Regions from separate parts of the Zea mays genome. Here all the other regions are linked to region 3. The links are chromatin contacts, called in public Hi-C maps. All regions are on one chromosome and are shown on one strand. Each heading gives the region's core, a stretch centred on a gene start, on an enhancer-like site or on the middle of the called end of the contact. The rest is flanking DNA. Distances are from core to core; before and after follow the strand shown. Region 1 holds the start of LOC103626636 (SNF1-related protein kinase regulatory subunit gamma-like PV42a). Region 2 holds the start of LOC100277365. Region 3 holds the start of LOC103626634 (tyrosine-sulfated glycopeptide receptor 1).

Region 1 (4,683 bases), core at 2,085-4,584, 770 kb after region 3:
TCCTGTGGTTGTAGTATTGTCCTGTCATATAATGTCGTTCAATAAGGAAATCCACTATGATGCTTCAGTGCTTTGCTAGTAAACTAGTGATTACTGGGACCACAAACAAAAAATGTATGGGTTAGTTGATTGGACCAAATGCAGATCAATGTACTCTCACCTGAAAATCCATCACTGTTCTTATATAGTTTAATTTGTAGTTGATGAACAGACAAGAAAAGCAATAAACTATGCTAATTTTGTATGGAAATGCATCCGAACTGCTTATGGATTATACTGATAACAATCAGTAGTTGAATCATTTGGCATCTTTGAACTAGTTCATGTAATCACAAAACTTGCAAGGACAGGAATTTCCAAAATCATGGATATTTGGGCTGAGTGTTTCTTGGTCTTATGCTGACCATTCTGTACTGAAGTAATTCCCTTGAGCACTTACACATGATATGAGTCATATGACCTACTTAAATACACTATTTGCTTTCTTCCAGATTGTCTTGGTTCTGAGAATGTATATCTTCTCTGCAGAAAATTCGAAGACATCTTTGATGTTGATCATTTTATAAATTATTTGAAGGATGATGTACGGATTGTCCGAGATATCCCTGACTGGTTCACAGAGAAGGATGAGCTGTTTACTAGTATAAAGTAGGCGTTTTTTTACTCTGTTTTAATTACCTGAAGCTTTCAGAAATTAATATTACAACATGCAAGATACTGTTGGCAATGAAGGGTGCATTGGTATTTGGGTACTTTATCAGGAATATTTCTTTATGATTTTGCTGGTATTATCTCAATAGGGTAGGAAAATTTTAATAACCTCATATGACATAAATCTTAACCACCCATGCACTCTTAGTTGTTGTTTTGAACCAGTCTTTCCTTGTTTTTCTTTTCACCAAATAAAGTCTCGATGATGTGTGATATACCTGTTTGGTTATATCATGTCATCTATGCAGTTCAGTTTAGAATATGGTCAATTGAACAATGTTATCAGGTATAACTAGATGAAGCAAAGTATATATATATATATATATATATATATATATATATATATATATATATATATATATATATATATATATATATATATATATATATATATATATATATATATATATATATATATATATATATGCCAATACATTTTTTTGTTATATACAGCTTATCCAACATTCTACTATATTAAGACATTTTTTTGGTGAACTTCTTGCGAAATCAAAAGGTTCTGCTCAAATATCATTTCTCTCCATTAGCTGCTCTGCTGCCTTGTTTTATCTTATGACTTATGTTCCCTATTCTAAAAAATATGCTCTCTGCACTCACCTTTATATTACTGCAAGTTTATTTATGCTTGACTGAATATTCATGTTTCCATGGTATGCGTTGAATTACGGTTTTGTAACAGGCGTACTGTGAAGAACATCCCAAAGTATGCTTCAGCACAGTTTTATATTGATAATGTACTTCCAAGGATCAAAGAGAAAAGGATAATGTCTATCAAGCCATTTGTGGACAGATTGGGGTAAGTAAACTTTTGACGACAACATTTCGGTTTTTCCTGTTCATTTTAATTTTGATTCAGAACATCTGGTCAGCTTAAATGATGTGGTAAAGGGAGCATTATTCTTTTATTTTGTTCTTTGTTCTGTGCAATGGCCATATATTTTCGTATTGATATGCTCTCAGTGGAACAGTCTGAAGCTAATGTGAAACTTCGATGTTCAGGTATGATAATGTACCAACAGAGATTAACCGGCTGAGATGCAGAGTTAACTATCATGCATTAAAGTTCCTACCTGATATTGAGGAAATGGCTGTTAAGCTTGCTGCAAGAATGAGGAACAAAACTGGCAGCATAAATCCATACATGTACGTTATAATTATCCTTTTCGCTGGGTGATATTGTGTACAGTAGAGCTTGTATCTACCCAAGACACTATCCAGTGCATAGCTGAAGTTGACGCTCTCAAAGTTTATTTCACAATCAAATATTGACACATTTTTTTTGTTCTTAAAGGGCTCTTCACCTGAGATTTGAAAAAGGGATGGTGGGGCTTTCTTTCTGTGATTTTGCCGGCACACGGGAGGAGAAGGCAATGATGGCGGCTTATAGGCAGAAAGAATGGCCAAGGCGCTTCAAGGTGACGCGGACTGGACTAGATACATCTGTTACATTGGACTGAGAAAGAATCCCTAGGAGAAATGAAGCACCGACACTAACTATACGCGCTAGTTCGGGAACCCCGTTTTCTCACGAGATTTTTATTTTTCCAAGAAAAATTAGTTCATTTTTTTTAGGAAAATATAAATCTCTTAAGAAAATGTAGTTCCGAAACTAGCCCTACAAGTCTAACGATTTTCTCTTTTTTGTATCTGCCACGCAGAATGGATCCCATCTATGGCCACTGGCGCTGCAGAAGAGAAAAGAAGGGCGGTGCCCTCTTGAGCCCGGTGAGATCGCTGTGATCCTGCGGGCACTGGGGTACACGAGCGGCACACAGATATACGTCGCGTCCGGGCAAGTGTACGGCGGCAAGAACCGGATGGCTCCCCTCAGGAACATGTTCCCCAACCTGGTAGGCAGGCTCAAATCCACTTCAGATTGTGTCAAGCTGAAGCCAGTGATAACTGATAAGCCACTGCCGTGCATTGTGCATCGCTGCAGGTGACGAAGGAGGAGCTAGCGAGCGCGGAGGAGCTGGCGCCGTTCCGGCGGCACGTGACGAGCCTGGCGGCGCTGGACTTCCTGGTGTGCCTGCGGTCGGACGCGTTCGTGATGACGCACGGCGGCAACTTCGCCAAACTCATCATCGGGGCGCGCCGCTACGCGGGGCACCGCCTCAAGTCGGTGAAGCCCGACAAGGGCCTCATGTCCAAGTCCCTGGGCGACCCCGACATGGGCTGGGCCTCCTTCACGGAGGACGTCGTCGTCACGCACCGCACGAGGACGGGCCTCCCCGAGCCCACCTTCCCCGGCTACGATCTCTGGGAGAACCCGCTGACACCCTGCATGTGCAGGGCATGAGACGGGCCATCCCTCAGATCAGAGTGGCCGTCTGGCCGAGTCCTCGTCTTCGCTAGGCTACGACTACGAGTAGTCTCGTGCTCACTTCCATCAGCGCGCATTTCAGCGAGCATATGCTTCTACTAGTTAAACACCTAGATTTGTATGTATTTGGCTGGCCTAATCTGTAGTTTCACATAGATCACTTCATGCTGAAAATGTCTTGGACAAGGCAGTGAATGAAGATAACATCAGTAACGACCTGCTTTTCCAAAGCTCCTCTTGGATTTACCAAGCTGAGCCAAGAAATGGCTAACCTGAGTTTTGACTTGCAGCCTTGCAGGCATGACGTGGGCGACCTGAACTCGCTAGTCGTAGAGTTTCTTTCCACGCGGCAGCTCGGCAGAGCTACGCAGCCTCTCTGCCCGCCACGTTCTCCTGCAAGGCTGCAACTCGAAGCACTGAGAAGCTATTAATTAATGGATTCTCGAGCATGCGGCCTTGTTCGCTAAACCTCGCGCACAGAAACACAAGCGAGTACCAGAGCAGCTAGGAGTGGTCAGCAATGGCGCAGCTTAAAGCAGCCGCCGACGAGCAGCAGGAGGCGGCGCTGCACGGCGTCGCCTCCGGCGGCGGGAACGAGAGCAACAAGAAGGCGCGCGCGGGGCTCTGCGGCCTGCTCCGCGAGCGCAAGGTGGTGGACCTGGCGCGGGCCAAGCGGCGGCTGGTGGAGGTTCCCTACACCGCGACGCTGGCGCACACGGCCAACGCGCTCCTGGCAGCGCGCGTCTCTGCCGTGGCCGTGGCTGCGCCACCGGGCCACTGGATCGGCGCCGGCGGCTCCATGATCCTCGAGTCCGACCCGGCCACCGGCGCCGTCCGCAAGCACTACATCGGCATGGTGAACATGCTCGACATCCTTGCCCACATCGCCGAGGCCAGCGACGACGACGAGGCGGCCGACCTCGACCGCCGGATGGCCGTGCCGGTGTCCTCCGTCATCGGACACTCCCTCGAGGGCCTCACTCTGTGGACGCTCCACCCGAGCACCAGGTACGCCGGCCGATCTCCAGCTCACACTCGTATTTTTCTTCTTCTTCCTCGCATTGTACGCAATCTGCGCGTGTGCGACATGTTCGTTGCGTTGCGCCAGCGTGCTGGACTGCATGGAGACGTTCAGCAAGGGTGTGCACCGCGCGCTGGTGCCGCTGGAGAGCTCGGCGGACAACGTGGTGGCGCTGGAGCTGGTGGAGTCGGCGCCGGGGTACCGGATGCTCACCCAGATGGACGTGGTGAGGTTCCTCAGGGCGCACGGCGCGGAGCTCAGGGGCGTGCTGTTGCGCACCGTGCGCGAGCTCGGCGCCGTGAACGACACCGTGTTCGCCGTCTCTGGCGTTACCAAGGTGATCGACGTCATCAAGGCGATGCGGGCGGCGTCGCTGACCGCCGTGCCCGTCGTGGACGCCGTCGGTAGCGGTACAGAGACCCTTCAATACGTGAGCACTGCACGCGCCTCCGATCCGAACACGCCATCTCCTGCCGGATTTCCTCCTGTCTGAAATTCCTGTCGTGCTGCTGCAGGGGAGCGGGCAAAGGGCGGTCGAGACGTTCTCGGCGACGGACCTGCGGGACTGCCCGGTGGCGCGGCTGCAGGCTTGGCTGGGGATCAGCGTGAT
Region 2 (4,235 bases), core at 888-3,387, 710 kb after region 3:
GAGTAATGTCTTCGTGCTCCGAAGAATTACAGGAGATTCCATTGACATGCCTAGAGGGAGAGCGCCGGGCAGAGAGAGCAAGACCGTCGGGGAGAGCACCAGGAGCGCTCGAGCACCAGGGAGGAGCAGCGCAGACGAGCTCGACGAGCGCCGGGAGGGAGAGGATTGAGAGAGGGAGAGCGGTCGGTCGTGGATCCGTTCTAAGAAACGGACTGCCGTAACAACGAGTTGAGCGCCGGCTAAATCTGACTCAGATACCAAAAATCCGAAGTTCAACGGATTATAATACCAAAATTCCAATTGCGCTGTTCAGGATACCTATTTCAGAAGCCCAGTCTTGGTAATACCACGGTTCCAAAAAGCTCCTGGAGGCTGGAGCCAAGCGCGAGAGCTAGTGTTGAAAATATAGGTCGGATTTTTTGGGCCAGCACGAGCACAACTCAAAAATAGGAGTTCAAAGCATTACCCGTTTAGAGGTCAGACTAGGCTACTATTTTTATAGTTCAGGATGGCACTGCACGACCCAAAAGTCTTTTAGTATTTTTTGGTCTAAACCTGTTTGACATGAAGCACGCCGAGCTTGAGCCGGACTGGCCTGTTCTGACTCAATTCCCAGCACTAGGCCGAGCCACGCGCACAAGGTGTTCCTGTTTTCCACGCGTAAAGCGCGGCACATGCAATTGTTGGCCCATGGTGCACGTAACGTACGCGGCAGTGCAGCGTCACGCGCGCCCGGCACGGCAGGGCAGGGCAGGGCAGAAGCCCGTAGGAATTTTTCTCCCACTCCCATGTCCCATGCAGAGGCATGGCAGGTGTAGACTGCAGAAAGTAACCAGCCCACTTTCCAGTAGAGATGCCCAAACGGGCGGCCCGGCCCGACACGGCACGGGCCCGTCAGACCCGACGGTTAATCGGGCCGTGCCCGACCGGCCCGCGTGCCGCAGCCGCGGCCCAGACACGGCACGACGGCCTGGTGGTCGTGCCGGGCCGGCCCGTTTAACTGGTCACGTTCTCCCATTAATTCAAGGAAATAGCAAAAAAAACTATATTTTTGTGAGGTTTTGAACCCGCGACCTCACTCTACGAGGTTGAAACACTTAACCGAAGGACACTAACCAATATAACTCAAGTGCGTTTGTTGTAAATAGCTAATATAAAATGTAAATATATATATATACTATGTTTTATAAAATAAAAAATATATAATCGTGCCGGGCCGGGCCGAGACAGCGGCCCAAGCACGACACGGTTCTTGTACCGGGCCGGGCCCGGCACTATTAAACGGGTCGTGCTTCGGGCCGGCCCATTAGACACGGCCCATTTGGCCATCTATACTTTCCAGTCCCATGCTGGCTGGCGGCTGGCCCGGCCGGCAGTTTCCTCTCCTGGTTTGGCCGCTTTGTCATGGTCCAGCTCCAGCGGCAAGTGCGTCCCTCTATGTAGGCCTGGGCATTCGGTTCTTCGGTTCGGTTCGGTTCGGTTCCTCGGTTCTCGTAGAAATTCGGTTCTTCAAAAACTAGAACCGAAATAGCAAGATAAAGAAATCAGAACCGACTAGTTCGGTTCTCGGTTCTTCGGTTCGGTTCCTCGGTTCTAACTGAACTGTAACAGCCACTCTAAAATTATGATTAACGACAACTTTTGTGAGAAATTTCAGCAACATCTCCCCACAAACAACGACAAGTGCACAATAACTATAATTTCATAGATAATACATGGATGATTAGAGGTTCAACATAAGTCGATAACACAACATCCGAAGTTACAAACACATGTAACAAATTGAATCTAATACTTTTGGGTTTTTCGGTTCTTTCGGTTCTTTCGGTTCTTTGGAGTGCAGAACCGAAAATATCTCATTTATTTCGGTTCTCAAAAAACCAGAACCGAAATTCATAACAGTTCCTTCGGTTCGGTTAGTTCGGTTCCGGTTCTCGGTTATTTCGGTTCGGTTCCTCGGTTCCGGTTCTTTTTGCCGAGGCCTACCTCTATGGTCACCACACGAGGAGCTTCACCTCCGCGGGGCTTGGAACTGCAGACCGATGCATGCACCGCGCACAGACGACTCGGAGCGCCAACCAATCGTCCAATGCAAGTTGGTAGACTATTGTCTGATCCGCACCGTTGGCTGCGTCACATTCTCTACGCCTCGTGCTCCTTCCCTTCTACCGTTCGGCTGCGTACCCGCGTCTCCCCAGATCCGCTGCCCCGCCCTCTCGACGCGGCAATTCCTCGAACGCCCCGCGCGAGCCACGCCCTCGCCGCCCATGGGCTCGCTCCCGGCGCCGGCCTCGGCGGAATTCGCCCCGCGGCCGCGGGGGCGCGCCACGGTGGTGGCGTCGGACCTGGCGCCGCTCTTCTCCGCGCAGCGCCGGCACCTGGACCACTTCTTCGACCGCCTCGACATGGCGCAGGCGGCGGCGTTCGCGCAGGCGCTGCTCGACGCGCCGGGCGCCGTCTTCTTCACGGGCGTCGGCAAGTCGGGCATCGTGGCGCGCAAGACCGCGCAGACGCTGGCGTCGCTGGGCCTCGCGCGGGCCGGCTTCCTCGCCCCCGTCGACGCGCTCCACGGCGACATCGGCGCGCTCTTCCCCGGGGACGTCCTCGTGATCCTCTCCAAGTCCGGGGCCTCCGACGAGCTGCTCGCGCTCGCGCCCTGCGCGCGCGCCAAGGGCGCCTACCTCGTCTCGCTCACCTCCGCGGCCTCGGGGGATGACTGCCCGCTCGCCGCGGCCTGCGACCTCAACGTCCACCTGCCGCTGCAGGGGGAGGTGTGCCCCTTTGGCCTCGCGCCCGTCACCTCCACCGCCATCCAGATGGTGTTTGGGGACACCGTCATCGCCGCCATCATGGAGGCAAGGCGACTCTCCAGGGACCAGTACGCTTCCAACCATCCCGCTGGCAAGATCGGCAAGACCCTCATCTTCAAGGTAATCAAATCAACCACCTCTAACCCTAACATAAACAGGTTGCCGGCATTATTACAGTTACTTTTTTTAGAAACGTTCAATTACCTTGTGCCGACACACAGTGTGGGACATCGGATCGGATCCCAGAGAGAACCAGATGCTTTATCACTGCTAGGATTCCTTCACCGATGCATGTCGGTGGCAGGGGGGTCGGTTCAGAATTGGCTCTGGTTAAATGCTCAATACGATTCGATAGTGTTGTTGCTATCCAACCGACATTTTGTTTCAATTTGTGACTACGTATCGTGGTCTTTTTCATATGGAGGGGATCTTATTACTTGTCGTTTTCGCAGTCTTTTCATCGCTACAAGAAGAATACAACAAGCTACCAAAGCAAAGAAGAAAAATACAACAAAGTGCCTCATCATTTGTGTGCATTTTTTGTTTAATCGTGGCCACTGTCTTCAGATGCCATAGCAGAGGATGATAAGTTGGGTGTGCATAACTTGTCATATTTGAATGAACGCGTTGTTTCTGTTCATCTGCAATGTATTTACTGACTTCTAAAACAAGAGTAGATCTTGTCTCTTCAACCATCTGATTTCTGCGGGGCTCTTGTTAAATCGGCATGTGCAATATCTTGTGCTGCCACCCAGTGGGAGACATAGGATGCCAGATGCTTGTTACTACTAGGATTCATTTACTGTTTGCGTGTCGTCACTGGGAGTGGTCCAATAAATAGCCCTGGTGAAATGCGCTTTAGGATTGGATAATTTTGTCACTATCCATCCAACATTTTTTTTTGTTTATTGTTATCTGCAATGGTCCTTTTTATATACACATGCCAAGAAAAACAAAACAAAAAAGCACCTACTCATTTGTGTGCATTATCGATTGTCTAATTGTGGTAGTTATTAACAAGCTATGTAGCTCTGGGTGATGTGTAAGGCCAGCTGTTCATGACATGATATATTTGAATGGGATCCTTGTTCTCGTGCAAAGTAGTTACTGAAAACTGAAACAAGTTCAGATCTTGTCTTCCCAGTTATCTGATTTCTGTGGGTGTTGTTATTGATCCAGCATCAGCCTGTGTGTTATTTTCTTGTTTCTATAGGTGAGGTGTGTCTTTTAGACTTTTTGTTCTTACACAAACACCCTGCAGGTTAAGGATGTTATGAAGAAACAGAATGAGCTTCCTCTGTGCAAGGAGGGAGATATGATAATGGACCAACTCACCGAGCTCACCAGTAAAGGTTGTGGTTGTCTGCTTGTGGTTGATGAAGAGCATCATTTGATTGGGACCTTCACTGATGGTGATCTCCGGCG
Region 3 (4,083 bases), core at 137-2,636:
CATTCCGTGCAAACCATTGCCGGGAAAAGAGAGGTACTCTAGTGACGTAGCATTGAAGAGTTCATCGGGGAGTGACCCACTGAGGGCATTGTGGCCAGCCTTGAGCACTCTGAGCATGGAGCAGTTACCAAGCCCAGGAGGAACGAGGCCACTGAGTTGGTTATAGCAGACTTCAATCACAGCCAAGGCCGGTGAGCTACTGCAGATATGGCTTGGTATCTGTCCGGTAAAGCTGTTGTTGCTGGCATTGAGTGCAACCAGACTGGTCATCGCCTCCCATGTGGTCGATGGAAACGGTCCTGTAAACAAGTTAGTCGAGATGTTGAGTACTTGCAGAGGACGGGGAGGGGTTGACGAAGGTAGCTCGCGCAGGCCTCCGTTGAGACGGTTGAAGCTGACATCGAGGACAAGGATGCTGTTTGACGACGTCAGCTCCGCCGGCAGGCCACCGGACAGCAGGTTGTGGGACAGGTTGAGGCGCAGCAGCGCGGTGAGCTCACCCAGGGACGCCGAGATTTGCCCCTCAAGGCCCCTTGAAGCAAGGGAGACATCGGTGACTGCCCCGTCTGCGCCGCAACCGACCCCTTCCCACGCGCAGCAGCCCGTGCCATTCCGCCACGACGAGGCGAGACCGCCGTCCCGCGAGAGTCCAGCGAGGAACTGGAGGAGGGCGCTCCTCTCCTGCTCCGAGCACGAGCTCGTAGGCGGGAGGAAGGCGGATAGCAAGAGCGCGAGCGCGAGGCCTAGGAGAGGTTTGAGAAACCCATCGTTGTTGTGCTTGTCGTTGTCATGTGAGGGATGCACCCGTTGCTGCTGCTGCATGGCTTCCTGATGAATGAAACTAGCATCAAAGCAGATGCTTGGATCTGATGCTGACTGGACGACGATGCCCAATGAAACTAGCAGAAGAGCGCGTGGAGGAAGAAGAGACAACAGGCAGCCCCCAGTTTATCTGTTGCTTGCAGTTGCAGCCGTACGTAGGAAATGGAAATGAAAATTGGGTCAACTTACTGCATGGCTGCTGTGGGCACACATCCACACCCTTTTCTTTTCCCGGCGCATTTGCCACAGCTGGTTAGCAGCTTCTCGGCTGATTCACACGGCCAGATTCAGAGCTCCACGTTTTTGGATGAGCCAACCTGGTATGATAGTTTTATGTAAAAAGTCCAAACCTTCTGCGCGAACCCAAAAGGAAAAAAAAGGGGGCTGCTTTCGTCTCCACCCACCCATTGGTTACTGTGACTACTGAGTCGTTGCAGGATATGCATAATTTCAGATGGCGATTCGATCTCATACTTTAATCATGATTTAATTTAATATACACTAGTGTTATTGTTTCCATGCATTATCTCAGTCTCTACTAATTGCAGGCTTGCAGCTACTCTGTTGTGGCCGATTTGGGTCCCCAAGCAGCAATGCAGCAGCACGATAGACTTGTCTACTTGTCGTTCCATCTTCATCAGCTGTTCTGTTGACCAAGATGTGGCGCTCACGTCTGCACGAACCGGATCCAATTCTTTTGCCCTCGGTCTCCCTCCTGCTTTAGTTGACCTCAGATGTCGGCTGCCACTTTGCAGTGTACTGTAACCTGTATATCTACCTATTGTATTTCAAAAAGGAATACCGCAGATCGAAGCCATGTATTTCAAAAGTTTCTTTTGTGGCATGTATTTCAAAAGTTTATAACTTGCATATGTGAACTCCAGATTGCATATGTTAATAATTTCAGTTGTTACCGGACATGTATTTCAAAAGTTTATCTTTGCCATGCTTGCTTGAACCAAGAATACATGTATGTATGTATATATGCATGCGTATGTGAACTCCAGATTGCAGCACGAAGAAAGCGTCTGGTGTGGGGGTCCGCACCACTCGCCGACACGCGTATCGCGTACGGCCAGGCCTGCTACGTATGAAATAGTTCGTAAAAAAACATTTCCAGGTTCTGGTTCAGATTCCGCAGGAAGACGCTCATGAGCAGCTCTACACAAGGGAGGAAACAGAAGAAAAATGGAAAAAAAAGAGGAGAATATTAAAAAAAACAGTTTCAGTAGCACGGCTGTTAGGTCCTTAACCTAACACAGACTATTACTGAACACAACTAGCAAACGTGATAGTTTCAAAAAGAATGAGCAAAGCCTGCATGCTTGGTTATTAACATGCATGAAACGAACCAAGGATGGATGAGATGAAATGAAACGCGTGCATGCAGACACAAACTTGCCTGCGTGAACAAGAACAGCAGACTTGGTTAAACTCTAGAACAATTCCATGAAACACGTCGATGACCAAGTCACCTTCACCAATATGGATGCAAACTCAAGCTTTACCTGTTGGCAGGTCCATCCATGACTGGTCGTTTTGAAGCTACACCAATGTTCCGGATTGTCATCACTGCTATAAGAATGCCCTGAGTCGTCAACCTTCAACTTCACATCCATCCAAGTATCATGTACTGCAGCAACAACACATCTCCTCAAGGCACGCGGCTCACTAATGGTGCCCTTAAAGATCTGGATTTCTTCACATAACCCACTGGTAAAACAGCCCGCACGCAAACTGAAGCTGCCCTCTACTTCAGATACGTGAAGTTGTATCGTCGCCTCAACTGCAAAGTCAAGGCGTGATACCGTTATGTCAACCGCTCCACAATCGCCGTGGATCCGTTTTGTGAATGCATAAGTACTCCTAGGCATGCTCATCTCGTCTAGTACGATTGCTACACCATCAATCAGCTGTGGGTCGTCTTTCTCTTCTCCGCCCCTCTTAATCCTCATGTCAAATTCAAGCATAATTTCGCCACACAACTCAATGCCTCGCTTAGGGCCAGTCATTTCTATGAGGGAACCCTACAAGTGTATTATATACTATATATTCAGTAGCTCTTCTGGTAAGAAACAATGTAAGAAAATAATCACAAGATAAATACATATATGGCAGACAAACAACTTAGGAACTCATAGGCGGTACCCTCCACATCCTAAATTATAAGTCGTTTTAACTTTTTTTTGGAGAGTCAAATCATCTTAAGTTTGACCAAATTTGTATATTAAAATAATTATATTTATGATACCAATAAGTATCATTCAATTCTTCATCATTTATATTCTCATGATAGTTTAAATATTTGTTGTAACAGATTTTTGTAATTCCAATCAAACTTTAGATGCTTTGACTCCCCAAGAAAGTTGAAATGACTTATAATTTGGGATAGAGGGAGTACTTGTTCGTCGAATAATAAAGACATAGTTCATACAACAATAATATTCAACCTTTCCTAGGCTCCTAGCTTGATGGTGTAAGAAATTATTAAGTGGTTGAAGTATGTCATCAAAATTATGTATGATCCAATCCCATCTGTTCTACTTCTATACATGCATGCATGTGATAAGTTTGGCCTGTACTACAAAATCAATAATACTGAATTTGAAATCACTATACAGAAGCATGAGGTGTGCACCTGCTCGATGGTGATAGGATCATTCCTGCTAACATTGACAATATAGTTAAGCAATGGCTCGAGAACATCCCGCGTAGCGATATATCCATACAACTCTATGGGGCCACCATCCACATCAATCTTAGCCAACTTTAAGGAGAAAATTTGCATCATGTTTGTAACATGCTCCCCAATAATTATTTCTCTACCCTTGCAGAGCGTGCAATCTTTGGGGTCTGATAACATCATTGCCTCGATCCGAGCTTCATAAAACATCACATGATATATTATAGTGGGATATTAATACGGGGAACAGATACTAGCTAGACATACATGATAATTAAGTAGACATGATCCTTAGGATCCATTTTCACAACCCATCAATCAGTTTTCTAGTTTTCTTCAACCGCCAACAAACTAACTTATTAAAAACTTATGTAACACCTTGGATACAAAAATGACAAATAGTGATGAAAACAAATGGAGGAAGACTATATATACCCCCATGGCATGACAAATGGAGCGTGTTGGATTGCGATGAGATTATAGGAGTGTTGAGGCACTTCACTAAGTGCTCTATGTGCTTAAGAGAGAATTGGGTGGCTAGTGTAGTGCTTTATTTTACTACTATGGCATTTAATAAG

What was found. A called contact is a pair of places that touch in the nucleus more often than the background predicts.
Region 1: a contact with region 3 is called in a Hi-C map of ear, with 3 times the contacts expected there. The contact joins the promoter of LOC103626636 here to the promoter of LOC103626634 in region 3. A contact is called at or near these places in 2 of 25 Hi-C or Micro-C datasets (ear and tassel).
Region 2: a Hi-C map of ear shows a contact between it and region 3, with 2.7 times the contacts expected there. The contact joins the promoter of LOC100277365 here to the promoter of LOC103626634 in region 3. A contact is called at or near these places in 3 of 25 Hi-C or Micro-C datasets (ear, leaf mesophyll and tassel).

Annotation. Positions count from the first base shown.
Region 1 is chr5:83,793,938-83,798,620 of Zm-B73-REFERENCE-NAM-5.0, forward strand. LOC103626636 (SNF1-related protein kinase regulatory subunit gamma-like PV42a) reads left to right here and starts at 3,335. Exons shown (of 3, transcript XM_008647039.4): 1 at 3,335-4,060; 2 at 4,161-4,503; 3 at 4,589-4,683. The coding sequence starts at 3,573. LOC100285167 reads left to right here. Exons shown (of 11, transcript NM_001367335.1): 6 at 529-648; 7 at 1,409-1,525; 8 at 1,729-1,872; 9 at 2,021-2,144; 10 at 2,388-2,579; 11 at 2,669-3,282. The coding sequence ends at 3,028.
Region 2 is chr5:83,730,290-83,734,524 of Zm-B73-REFERENCE-NAM-5.0, forward strand. It overlaps LOC100277365, which reads left to right and starts at 2,138. Exons shown (of 3, transcript NM_001150949.1): 1 at 2,138-2,930; 2 at 4,072-4,235. The coding sequence starts at 2,268. LOC109939724 reads right to left here and starts at 807. Exons shown (of 3, transcript XM_020538038.1): 1 at 705-807. The coding sequence starts at 807.
Region 3 is chr5:83,022,646-83,026,728 of Zm-B73-REFERENCE-NAM-5.0, forward strand. It overlaps LOC103626634 (tyrosine-sulfated glycopeptide receptor 1), which reads right to left and starts at 1,387. Exons shown (of 1, transcript XM_008647037.3): 1 at 1-1,387. The coding sequence starts at 822. LOC109939935 (a long non-coding RNA gene) reads left to right here. Exons shown (of 2, transcript XR_002262314.3): 2 at 1,371-1,764.